4 separate regions of the Mus musculus genome follow, and regions 1, 3 and 4 are each linked to region 2. A link is a contact called in public promoter capture Hi-C data. All regions are on one chromosome and are shown on one strand. Each heading gives the region's core, a stretch centred on a gene start, on an enhancer-like site or on the middle of the called end of the contact. The rest is flanking DNA. Distances are from core to core; before and after follow the strand shown.

The links. Promoter capture Hi-C pulls out the DNA fragments that hold promoters and counts their contacts. Capture Hi-C pulls out chosen DNA fragments and counts their contacts.
Region 1: a contact with region 2 is called in a promoter capture Hi-C map of pre-B cells, with 2.4 times the contacts expected there. The contact joins the promoter of Srsf4 here to the promoter of Trnau1ap in region 2. A contact is called at or near these places in 4 of 39 promoter capture datasets (the 3T3-L1 cell line, fetal liver, liver and 1 more), 1 of 484 Hi-C or Micro-C datasets (the G1E-ER4 cell line) and 3 of 115 datasets of contacts at active chromatin or transcription factors (embryonic stem cells, large pre-B cells and microglia).
Region 3: a contact with region 2 is called in a promoter capture Hi-C map of second pharyngeal arch cranial neural crest. The contact joins the promoter of Smpdl3b here to the promoter of Trnau1ap in region 2. A contact is called at or near these places in 2 of 39 promoter capture datasets (cranial neural crest and second pharyngeal arch cranial neural crest) and 1 of 115 datasets of contacts at active chromatin or transcription factors (bone marrow-derived macrophages).
Region 4: a contact with region 2 is called in a promoter capture Hi-C map of adipose tissue. The contact joins the promoter of Themis2 here to the promoter of Trnau1ap in region 2. A contact is called at or near these places in 1 of 39 promoter capture datasets (liver) and 1 of 9 other capture datasets (adipose tissue).

What each region holds. Positions count from the first base shown.
Region 1 is chr4:131,872,220-131,875,220 of GRCm38.p6, reverse strand. Srsf4 (serine and arginine-rich splicing factor 4) reads right to left here and starts at 1,582. Exons shown (of 6, transcript NM_020587.2): 1 at 1,351-1,582. The coding sequence starts at 1,457.
Region 2 is chr4:132,327,609-132,330,813 of GRCm38.p6, reverse strand. Trnau1ap (tRNA selenocysteine 1 associated protein 1) reads left to right here and starts at 1,276. Exons shown (of 9, transcript NM_027925.3): 1 at 1,276-1,461; 2 at 2,248-2,345. The coding sequence starts at 1,435.
Region 3 is chr4:132,755,846-132,758,849 of GRCm38.p6, reverse strand. It overlaps Smpdl3b (sphingomyelin phosphodiesterase, acid-like 3B), which reads left to right and starts at 1,679. Exons shown (of 8, transcript NM_133888.2): 1 at 1,679-1,865. The coding sequence starts at 1,805.
Region 4 is chr4:132,794,779-132,797,769 of GRCm38.p6, reverse strand. Themis2 (thymocyte selection associated family member 2) reads left to right here and starts at 1,406. Exons shown (of 6, transcript NM_001033308.2): 1 at 1,406-1,510. The coding sequence starts at 1,417.

The DNA of each region.
Region 1 (3,001 bases), core at 333-2,832, 460 kb after region 2:
TCAAAGAAACTTAAATTGAGGAGCAAGGTTTGACTCAGACTTATCTGTCTTCCAAACCCCTTGTTTTTCCCCTACAAAAGGGAGGGGGTAAGGGGGGTCGGTTAATCTCTCACATGTAAGGTTAAATATCACAAAAACAATACTCTCATGCCAGCTGGTTCGCTCTGTAAGAACAAAAATGAGAAATTGTCTTTGTGAATCGAATCCAGGATTCATAAACATTTTATCGAAGTCTTGTTCTCAGCAAGGAGAGTCTTTTAAGTGTCAATTATTCGAAATCTAGACAGCTTTGAGAACCTGCTGGTTCATTTGCCATTCATACTAAAGTGTATGTCTTCTCAAATGTCAATTACTACTGGTCTCATTGGACCAAACACAAAGTCGAAAAAAACAAAACAGGCAAGAAATAAACACAGCAAAAACCAAGGGTTCCCCTAACACCCAAGGTTTAGTGCTTCCGACGCCGTTCCGGTGCTTAATGCCTTTCAAGTCCTACCTAATAATTCTCAGCTCCCAAGCAAAAGATGCTCGTACAATCTCTAGGCATGACAACTCACCCGTTTTCCCCGAACCTGGTAGTCCCTGCTAGCCTTGCTTCGCCAAAGCAGATTAGAAATACAAGCCCAGATTGTACGGGGAAAGCTGTTAAGTAGGCAATTTGGAGATGTGTCTCCACTTGCACCAGCAGCCGACGCAGACCTGGCCAGGATGGCCCTTACCCACTCAAAAAATCCTACGACAGCAATCATTTTCCGGCAAGTTGGAGAGCCGAAACCACAACGTGGAAAACTCTGTAAGGACTCCCCAAGATAACGAGCTAGGACTTTAATTTACTCTCGGAAAGGGAGCGGTCAAGGCTTGAAGCGCGGCAAGCCAGTACTTTCGAAACTGTCACTGCACTACAAAAACTAGTGTCTCCCGCCCAAAGTGTGGCACGCGAAAAAGCCAGAGCTCCAGTCCTCAGAAACACACGCCGGGAAGCCTCTGGCCGGTCAGGCTGGGGAACGGGGAGAAGAGGGCCGGAACCCTCATCTGCTCCTGGCAGCCCCAGAGCGGGAAAGGGCCGCCTCGGACCCATAGTCCAGCGACGGAAACCCAGGCCTCCCCGGCGCCCGGAGCCCCAGTCTAACCCGGGCCTCCGTCCCCATTATCCCGCCACCACCCCCGCCCGCGCAGGCGCAGTGGGAGCCGGGCCTACCCGCGCCCCCGAGGCACCGCCGCCATGGCGGAGCGGAGGAGGCCGGCGGCGGCTTAGCGCCCAGCGAGCGCCGCGCTCGCGTCCCCGCGGCCTCCTAGCCACAGCCGCGGCCCTGTCAGCCCCCCGGCCGGCCCCTCCGCCGCCCTCCTCACCCGTTCTTCAGATCCACCTCCAGGATCTTCCCGTAGCCCTTAAAGAAGCGCTCCACATCGCGCTCCCGGGCCTGGTAGCTCAGGCGGCCGATGTACACCCGCGGCATTCCGGCGGCGGCAGCTGGCCCCGGCCCCCCTCAGGCGGCGGCCGGCGAAGGGAAAACGCGGCGGCGGCGGTAACGGGCGGGCGGCGGGACGGACGCAGCCGAAGCCCGGCGACGTACGCGAGCACGCAGCTCGAGAACGCGCGCCCCCGTCTCCCTACCCCCCCCCCCCCGGCGGAGGGGAACGGGAGGGAGCGCGCGCCCGCTTCCCGCCTGGTCAGGGGCGGGGGCGGGGCTTTACTGGAGGCGCGCCGGCGCGGGGCGGGACCTGGCCGAGTGAGCGACAGCTGCAGCACGTCCTCTCGCGAGCTCGCCGTGGCAGCGGCACTTCCCCCGGAAGTGCCTGCGCGGGTGCGCGCCGAGCGGGTGTTCCCGCCTTTGTCCTTTGCTCTGGTAGACTTTCTGTTTTGGGGTGGTTTTCGGTAAACGTCCCTGTGGGAAGTTAGTGGATCCATGACCTTGGGCCCATTTTCCTTTCTCTCGGATCTTTGAGTCTCTTTTATCTTCCTTGTACTTTCAGGGTTGTCTCTACAGTGTCGATACTAGGTATGTAAAAGTGTTCCAATAATTGGTTCGGTATTATTTTGCGGTGTTGTGGATCGAACTCAGGGCCATACGGATGTTAACAAGTGCCCTATCTCTGAGTTACATCTCAGATTTAATTTTTATTTTTTAAAGCACTGACTGCCAGAGGTCCTGAGTTCAATTGCCAGCAACCACATGGTGGCTCACAACCATCTGTAATGGGAATCGGATGCCCTCTTCTAGGGTGTCTGTCTAAAAACAGCTACACTGTACTCATACACATAAAATAAATCCTTAAACAAAAAAGTTCTGACTGTCCTAGAAATAGCCCTGTAGACCAGGCTGGCCTGAAACTTTGCCTGTCTGCCTATTGGCTGGGATTAAAAGCATGTGCCAAACTATGTCCGTTCAGTTTAGTGCCTTGTAGTTAGATTAAGCACGACAGAAAATTACTATTTTCTTTTTTTGTTTATTCATTTTGAGAAAGGGTTTTTCTGTATATCCCCGGCTGTCCCGGAACTCCCTCTGTGGACCAGGCTGGCTTCAAACCTGCCTGCTTCCCAAGTGCTAGAGTTAAAGGTGTACCCCATCTCTGCCAGCTCAGAAAAAATTTCTAACCTGCAAGATTATAATCTATAGATGTCCAGTGTATTGCCAAAATAACCAAATGTAATGAACTGTGCTGGGGCATGTGGGTGCTCAGTAATGAAAGGTTCCTTTTCAGCTTTGCCCAGGAATCACTGAGGGGTTTAGTCTCTTTACTGCATTTCCACTTTAACTGATGTGCTGGGTAAAGTTTTCTCTTCTGCATCTTCTGCTTTCCTTTCTAGAGGCAGTTTCTTAAGTATTCCTTTAGAAGTTAATTTACCATACAGCACTTGGCTTTTCTTTTTTAAGACAAGAACTTTCTATGTCTAATGGCCTTTGACTAACCTGTAAAAGCCTTTCTAAGAACTGTGATTGTCAATTGCAGGTGTGCATCACACCTGATTTTTTTTTTTTTTTTTTTTTTTTTTTTTGAG
Region 2 (3,205 bases), core at 27-2,526:
TAGTTGCACTTGGAGAGGACCCAGGTTCAATTCTCAGCACCCACATGGTGCTACACAACGATACTAACTCCAATCCCATGGGACCCAAAGCATTCTGTAGTCTCTGAAAAACTTTTTTTTTTTTTTTTTACATTTGTGTGTACATGTGTGTTTGTCAGGTTCAGTGCAATGCACTTTTACCTGCTGAGCCATCTCACCAGTGCCTTAGCATCATTCATACAGTAACAGAAGGGAACAGGAAATTTATACTCATAGTTGGCCTCTGGTTTTCAGACTTGAGTTCTTGGCTTGGGGAACTTTCTAAGTTAAAGGACTTAGGATGAACTTGGTTGTCAGAACCAATCTGAACGCACAGGACCTTCCCACTCTGCTAAGTTGGCTACCAACTGGATGTTGAAGCATGGATACAACCACCTTAGGAGCTCTCAAAAACCAAGTTTACTGAGGGTTCTGTAAAGGTCCGTCTGTGCTTTGTGGTAAAGTCTTGGTGAATTGGATTAGAATAATAAACGGGGAAGGAGCCAGGGTTGGTGTCCTTCACTTGTAAAACTAGCACTTAGGAAGCTGAAGCAAGATTGCCAAGAGTTTACAGCCAGCCTAGATTATATAGCTTGTACCAGGGACCAACATGAAAACTTGTCTCAAGGCAAAAAAAAAAAAAAAAAAAAAAAAGTGTGGGGCTGGAGCCAAAGCTCAGCCGTTAAGGAAGGAATGCTTTGAGAAGACTGGCGTTCATTAAACAAACAGGCAGAAGCAAGTAGATCTCTGACTAGAGACAGACTTAAACAGGTCAACAAGGATTACAGAGACCATGCCGACGCCGACTCTCCCCACCCCCAACTACACACAAAACGATGGACTTTGAGTGTACCATCAAGAACCGTCCTTTAGTTCTCTCCACCTCAGGGCTTTAAGAAAATGAAGAATCCCACTACATCTTCCAAAAAGTCCTCGCTGGGATGCAGGGCAAGAGGACCACTGTGCGGCCGCGGCTCCTCCACAGTCCCTCGGAAGCTTATCCTCCGCGCTCCCAGAGGGGTTTCGGTCACTAGCTGTCCTTCCGTTCTTATGCTTGGTATTCCCTACAGAGAGCAAACCTTAACTCAATAATTATAGACGCATTTGCGCGGTTTTATTAAAGAGCGGGGCAGTCCGCCCACAGAGACCCTCTTCAGAGCCGGTGCCAGCTAGGCCTACTGTGCCCCAGCCGAGGCCACGCCCCTATCCCGTGGAGCCACTCCCTAGCCCGTAGAAGCAACGCCCCCTGGGGGGGCCGGAAGCGGCGGACAGGTCGGAGGAAAACCCGGATCGCTCTGGCCGCCGAGGCAGCGTGTGCGCAGGAGGTGCTGCAGGCTTAGGCTCCGGGCGGGCCGGGTCGCGCAGACTGGCGCGGTTGCGCGCCACAGGCCCTCAGGGTCCCCGCCCGGGTGCGGGATGGCGGCCAGCCTATGGATGGGAGACGTGAGTCAGGGTCGCCCCTGCTCTGAGGGGAACAAGAGGGTCTCGAGTCGTAGGGGGAGGAAGGGCCTGAGAGCAGAGGGCCTTCGGATCCCAGAAGGGTGGCCGTGAACAGGAAGGGTTTTGGTGACAGCGGGAAGCTAGATGGGGTGTGGTGGCCAATGCCTTACTCCCTGCACTTGGCGAGGCAGGAAGATCGTCACCAGTTCGAGACTCCATAGTGAGTTCTAGGCCAGCTTGGGCTTCGTAGCGAGACCTATTCACCCAGTCTTTGAAAGTGGAGTCTGGGCATCAGAATGAAGATTCCTCAGATGCTGACTCTATGGGGTAGAGGGTCTGGAATCCCCCTTTCCAGTTTGGAAAGATTTGGAGTGGGATGATTTGGGCGGATGGAGTGGGAGGAACCCCAAGAATTGTTATTAGGACTGGAAGCACAGGGAGTTCTATAAAGGGGAGCTATTTTATTTGTTTTTGTTTTTTCTTTTGTTGTTTTTGAGATGGGGTCCTTCACATAGTTCTGTCTGTCCTGGAACTCGTTATGTAGACTCACAGACTCCACCTACCATTGCCTCCCTAGTGCTGGGATTAACGGTGTGTGCCACGCCTCCCAGCAAGGGGAGCGATTTGAAGTAAAGGAGTTGGTTGGGACCGTTCCCCATTGCGTGGTAGGAAGCTTGGCTCTCTAGTGCTGTAGAGGGGGGTCCTGGACAGAGTGGGAGGGGCTCCACCCCTTACAGGGCTCCGGGTCATGGGCCTGAGCCTCTCCTCTCTGCTCTGGTTTTTATGCAGCTGGAACCCTACATGGATGAGAACTTCATCTCTAGAGCCTTTGCCACCATGGGGGAGACCGTGATGAGCGTCAAAATTATCCGAAACCGCCTCACTGGGTACACCTCCCTTTTCATCTTTCCGTTCAGTTCTCGATTAATAGAGCCTGCTGCCACTGTTATTCAAGGGAATAAATATGGCGGGAGTAAGAGCTTCTCGCCATCCCTAGCAGTAGTGAAAGAACCACAGAGGGTGGCTTACAGAGCAGAAGCGTTGAGTATTTCAGGTGTTGAGTATCCCAGTGATTCAGGGCAGGATGCTGGAACCTATTTTTGAAAACTGTTGTGTGATCTTTGCTAAGTTACTGTGTGTTTCATTTAGCTTTAGTTTATTTTGCTCTACGCTGAAACAAAGTCTTCCTGTAGTAATGTAGGCTGTAATGACAACCCTGCCGCTGCCTCCCAAGTGCCACAACCACAAGGTGTGCCAGCAATCCTGGCTCTTTTGTTTGTTTGTTAAATATTTATTTTATACACTGTCACTTTCTTTACATACATCAGAAGAGAGCATCAGATCCCATTACAGATGGTTGTGAGCCACCATGTGGTTGCTGGGAATTGAACTCAGGACCTCTAGAAGAGCAGTCTTAACCACTGAGCCATCTCTACAGCCCCTCTTGATTTTTGTTGTTGCTGTTGTTGTTTTTATTTATTTTTACATTTGATTATGTTTGTTTATTATGTATGTGGGGAGCAGGGTATGCAAGAGTGCAGTGCCTATGGAGGCCAGTGGTGTCAGATTCTGTGATATTCCCTTCGGTGGTTGCTGGATACCAAACTGAGGTCCCTTGGAAGAGCAGTACAAAACTCATAACTGCTGAACCATATCTCTTTTATATAGTTTTGAGTATATGTGACCTCACACACAATCCTCTCCCTCTCCCCCCTTTTTTTTCTTGCCAAGAAATTAGGAGCATTCA
Region 3 (3,004 bases), core at 430-2,929, 430 kb before region 2:
GTTGGTAACCCCTGTTCCAGAGGATCAGCCACCCTCACACAGACATACATTCAGGCAAAACACCAATGCACATAAAATAAAAATAAATTAAAAAAAAAAGATTTATTTAGGCTGGGCGTGATGGTGCACAGGAGGCAATCCCAGCACTCAGGGTACTCAGGAGGCAAAGGCAGGCAGATCTCTGTGATTTCCAGGCCAGCCTGGTCTATGGATCGAGTTTCAGGACAGTCACCCTGCTACAGAGAAACCCTGTCTTTAAAAAAGGAAAAGAAGAAGAAAAGAAAAAAATCATGTTTTATATATATGAGTATTTTCCATATATATATATGCATATATATACATACACACACACATATATATGCATGCATATATAATATATATATATATGCATGCACTATGGCACTGTGTGTGTAGTGGCACTGAATGCCCTGGAACTGGAGTTAAAGACCGCCTTTACCCTCTATGTAGTTGATGGAAACCAAACCTGAGTCCTCTGCAAGAGCAGCCAGTGTTCTTAACTGCTGAGCCATCTCTCCAGCCTCAACTTTGCCTCTGATCCTCTTCTTGGCTTCCCAAAGCTCCCAGCTCAAACATCTAAGCACAGCCTGGCTCCTGCCTGCTTCAGAGCCTCAGAAGCCCCCATCACTCTTTGCAAAACTCTTCCCCCTCCACTCTTCCTCCTGCCTCACTAACGCTCCTCTCCCACCTCCCACACAACCTGTTTTCTCCTGTGTTCATCAAGTTCAAGCTGGTTAGGCGTGGGAGTGTGGCGGTGAGCTAGACAGTTTGCCTTGCTTGAGTGAAGATCTGGGTTTCATCCCTGTACGGACAACAACAGGAGCAAAAAAACAAAAAGAACAAATAGAAATAAATAAACCACAAAAAGACAAAGCCCAAACCATCCCTAACTGCAAGGGAAAAAAAAAATCAAAACAAAGGGAGTAAGTTTATGTCATCTCCTTCCAGAAACCTCTCATCGCCTTCCTCAGACTTGAGTCACAGCTCTCTCTGTCTTCTCAGGTTAGGTAACTTGCTAAGGAGTGATTCAGCCCTCAGGCTCTCAAGGCATGTTCAGGGGGACAACACCATCTTATCTCCCTTTTGCCCAGTTTCTAGTAGTCCTCATCTCCTGGCACGATCAGCAAATAACTCTGTTTGTTGTTTGTTTGTAATATCGTTTCAGGTAGCCCAGACTGGCCCCAAAGTCATCAAAGTAGCCTAGGATGGCCTTGAACTCCTAATCCTCCTGCCTCAAGAGTGCCAGGGCTATCCTTGAGAGAGGGCTTGCACATCTGGTTTTAAGGCTAGCTTTTAAGGCTCTTTGGTTGCCACAGGTAGCTAATTCATTCATCCATCCGTGTTGCAGCTCTGCAAGGAGAAGACAGTAAGTCGATGGTGCTTCCTGCATTTTCTGGAGGCTGACTGAACCGAAATGCCTTCAATTCGACTAGAAAACTTTAAAGCGTACCTCGAAGATCCTATCATTTTGCTCCTAAGTACTTATGAATTTCTTTCGAAAAGTCGGGGAACTCCAACACAGCACCTTGCAACACAGATGCGGTTTCCACAGAGACCTACAAGCTATTCCAGCGCTCACTGGTGCGTCCCTCCTCCAATCAAGCGCACGCCCTGCTGGGCAAGAGAGGGAAAAGCAAGAGCAGCCATCCGCCAAGGATAACTTGGAACACTGGAAGCAGCCAAACGAGTAGTTCTGCCCAGACACGTGGCTGGCCACAAGGTGGGAACCCGCGGCGCAGACGGACTTGGAGGAGCTTCGGCCGCCCGCCGTGGGGGGATCCAGAGGATGACGCTGCTCGGGTGGCTGATATTCCTGGCCCCCTGGGGAGTCGCAGGGGCTCAACTAGGTAGGGCTGCGGGGGAAACCTGCTTGATTTTTGTTTCGTTCTAGGAACTGGGGCTGGGGTCTGTGCTGCCGGGAACCGTTCACAGATCGTGGCTTTAAAAGGAAAGTAGATTAGAGGTTGAAGCGCAGAGACTTAGCCATCAAGGCTGTTTGTGTGTGTAGCTCAGTTGGGAGACAGAGTTCAACGGCAGTCTAGGATGCATGAAACATTGTTCCAAAAGCAAAACCAAACCAAAAAGTGCTCAAGAGGATTTTAAGTGCCAGGGGCAGGACACAGACTTTGCCAGGGGGACAAGGATCTAGTACATGAAAGCTAGACACTGAGAGGGAGCCGGTGGTCGGGAAGATTCGCGAACTCAATCAGGACACTCAGATAGAAGGCTCTGAGGTACAGTGGTTGTTCAAATGAGCGCGTTCCATCTCTGGGACTCCAGAAAAGAAACACAAAACATTGCCACCGAGAGGTCCAGTTCCCCAAACCCATACGGTGGAAGGAGAAAATCTTATTTCTGCAATTTGTCTTCTGTGGTGTCTGTCCACCCAATAGATAAATGTAAAAGAAAACAAAACCAAACCTCAAACAAACATAAACACAAAAGCATTAGTTAGAAGCCCATCTCTGTACCCTGGATGAGTGTAGGAACCAGGAAGACAGAAAGAAACCAGGAAAAAAAAAAATCAGGACTTAAAGGAAGAAACATTCCCTCAGCTGGGATGACACGATAATCACAGTAATCCAGGTTTTGTTTTTGATTTTTAAAGGCATAGTATTCCAAGGTGACCTTGAAGGGGTTTTTTTTTTTCCCTTGAGATAATGGTCTAACTGTGTAGCCCTGGCTAGCCTAGAACTTACAATGTAGATCAATCTGGCTTTGTACTCAAAGATCCACTAGCTTCTGTCTCTCAAGTGTTGGGATTGAAGATTTGCGCTATCACACCAGTCAAAAGTTACACTTGCTTTTTGAATTACAACTCAGAAATAGGAGGTAGATGTAGTCCAGAAGATCTGTAAGCCACTGCCTAAGAAAGTTTATTGTTTTTACCTGTGTGAGTGTTTTGCCTGCATGTATGCACATGTGTGCCTGCTGCCCCATGGAGGCCAGAAGAGGCCATCAGATTCTCTGGGTCTGGAGTTAAAGA
Region 4 (2,991 bases), core at 157-2,656, 470 kb before region 2:
ACTTGGAGTACTGTGGAAGAGGCATCTGGGGGCACATCTCAGCTGGGGAAGTGGGATCGTTTTTATCTGTTCAACATCTTCATGGTCTGAGGTAGTTAAATGGTACATGCCTGTTATTCCAGAACCTGGCAGGAGGAGGCATCAAGAGCATCAGGAGTCTAAGGAAGCCATTCTCAGCTACACAGTGGATTATGTGAAATCCTGCCTCAAAAACCCAAAACAAGGCAGAGGATGCAGCTCACTTAGTAGAGTGTTTGCTTTGAATCCATGAAGCCCTAGGTTTAGTCCTCAGCATCTAATAAAGTGTGTGTGACCACACTCATTTTAGATGGTGGAAGAAGGAAGATCAGAAGTTCAAGGTCATCTTCAGCTACACAGTAATTTAAGTACAATTTGTGCTAAGGGATACTCTCTCTGTCTGTCTCTGTCTCGGGTCTGTCTCTATGTCTCTGTGTCTGTGTCTGTGTCTCTGTGTCTCTGTGTCTTTGTCTCTCTGTGTCTCTGTCTCTCTCTCTGTCTCTCTCTCTCTCTCACACACACACACACACATACATACACACACACACACACACACACACACACACACACACACACACACACCAGACCTCTGGGTATCAAATTATCAAGTCTTGCCAGGTGTAACTGCACACGCCTTTAATCCCAGCACTCAGGAGGCAGAGGCAGGCGGATTTCTGACTTCGAGGCCAGCCTGGTCTACAAAGTGAGTTCCAGGACAGCCAGGGCTATACAGAGAAACCCTGTCTCAAAAAAAAAAAAAAAAAAAATTATCAAGTCTTGATGTTAGATCTGTTCGATGGAGCCAAGTAAAGAAAGGTGTGGGAATTGTCCTGGTTGTTCTTTGGTCAATTTGACCCAAGTTAGAATTATCTGGGAACCTCTGTTGAGAAATGCCTCCATCAGACTGCTTGTAGGCAAGCCTGTAGTGCATTTTCTCCACTTATGATTGGTGTGGGTGGGCCCAGCCCATAGGGTGTAGGTAGTGCCAACCCTGGGCAGGTGGTCCTGAGTTGTGTAAGAAAGCAAACTGAGCAAACCAGTAAGCTGTGTTTCTTTATGGCTTGTACCAGTCCCAGTCCCTTTATCTCTCTCTATCTGTCCGGAGTTTCTGTTCTGACTAACCTCTGTGATCCCAGAGTTGTAAGATAATAAACCCTTCCCTCCCCAAGTTGCTTTTGGTCATGGTGTTTTATCACATTAGAAACCTTAAGAAAAGATTCAATTTTAGAGATGAAGAGACAGGTCAGGGGAAATAAAGTCCCCATTCAAGAGTTCGGGGCGCTTCAGAGAACCCTGTAGGGCTCCCGACCTGAGGGGCGTGGCCTCGGTGGGCGTGGCTTCCGGACTGTCCTCTGCAAGCTGCCGATCAGTCTGAGCAAATCTAGTCGGAACGCGACCATGGAGCCGGTGCCGCTGCAGGACTTTGTGAGCGGCCTGGACCCCACCTCCCTTCCGCGCGTGCTGCGGGTCTGCTCCGGAGTCTACTTTGAGGGTGAGCGGGCTCTGGGTGGAAGGAGCTAGGTATGATGGGTCATGCCTGTAATGCCAACACTGGGGAGCTGTGGCGGGAGGATGAGTTCGAAGCTAGCCTGTTCTATAAAGTGATTGCAGGTCAGTTTGGGCTACAGAGTTAGACCCTGAGGGATCTGGGGTTGAGTTCAGACGCTGCTGTCCGAAGTTTTATGAATCCGCACCAAAAGGCGCCACCTCCCTGCTCTTCAGCTTTTGTCCCATGGGTGATGAGAAGTCCTGAGTTTAACTCAGGCTTTTTCTCAACTGAGGCTCCTCGGTAATGCTAACAGAAATTGTGTGGCAGCTAGGCAGGAGCGATCTGAACAGCCTAGGAAATCCTGTCTCAAGCAACAAGAACAATTATAACAATAAATGGACAAATAAGTGGGGATAACTCGTCCATCGTTTCAGACAGGCACTAGGGTGCTCACTGTCGTTATTGGGGTTGTTCTGAGAGGACCTTGTTTTGTAGCCCAGGCTGGCCTTAAGTTTGCAGCGATCCGTCTGCCTCTGCCTGAATTTGCCATGCCTGGTTCACTGTTCATTTTTCTTTCTTGCTCCCTCCCTCCGTTCTCTTTTATTATCTTCTTTCCCTTTCTGCAAGGATCCAACCCAGGACCCTGAGCTCTCACCACTAAGATATATTCCAGTTCGTTATTTTAGCACCAGATCAGCCCTCCCGCTGAACTCTCTGCTCCTTGCCTCTGAGTCTCTCTGTTCCTCTGCTGGATTCTCAGATGGAGTGGTCCTCCTACCAGGGGGATCCTTCCCCGCTTTTTGCCTGTACATTTGCTCCTTGCCCATGGCTTTCCGCAACCCATAGCAGAGAAGAGATGGCCATATCAGGACACAGCCACCAGTTACTGGCCAAATAACATGTGACCAGGGACTGACCACTTGGGTAAGGGAGGGAAGAAAAGGGACCGACCGGGCTGCTCTGTGGAGGGCAGAGGCGAGAGTGGAGGGAGATGCTGAGATTCAGGGCTCCTCCCTCAGACAGCAAGCTGTCTCATGGATGCCTGCTTCATTCTACTCCCTGGAGTGAGCGAGCCAGGCTCTGCCACAGCAGCTGCCAGCAAAGTGTTCTGATGGCCAAGCGGGTTATAGACTGACCTAGGAGGATCACACAAGGGCCACCACAGTGAGTCTCTCTGGTCCATCGGAATCTGATGGGTCCCTGAAGTGGGACTCTGGGAGCCTGGTCATTCTTTTCTCCAGCTCAGAACATCCTCCCAGCGTCTCTTGCTTACCTGTGTCACAATACCCGAGTTTCCTCATCTGCTATGACCTGGGGTGATGGGAAGTGGAAGGACTTGGGGTGACGTGAGGACAGACGGATGTCACAGAGTGTCGGTATGCAAATGAGGTGAACGGGAAGGTAGATGACCCTATGGGGCAAGGTGTGGTAGAATTCCTGACCACATGGGATTCCAGTTTTGGAGGTTGATACCCCATGTTCTG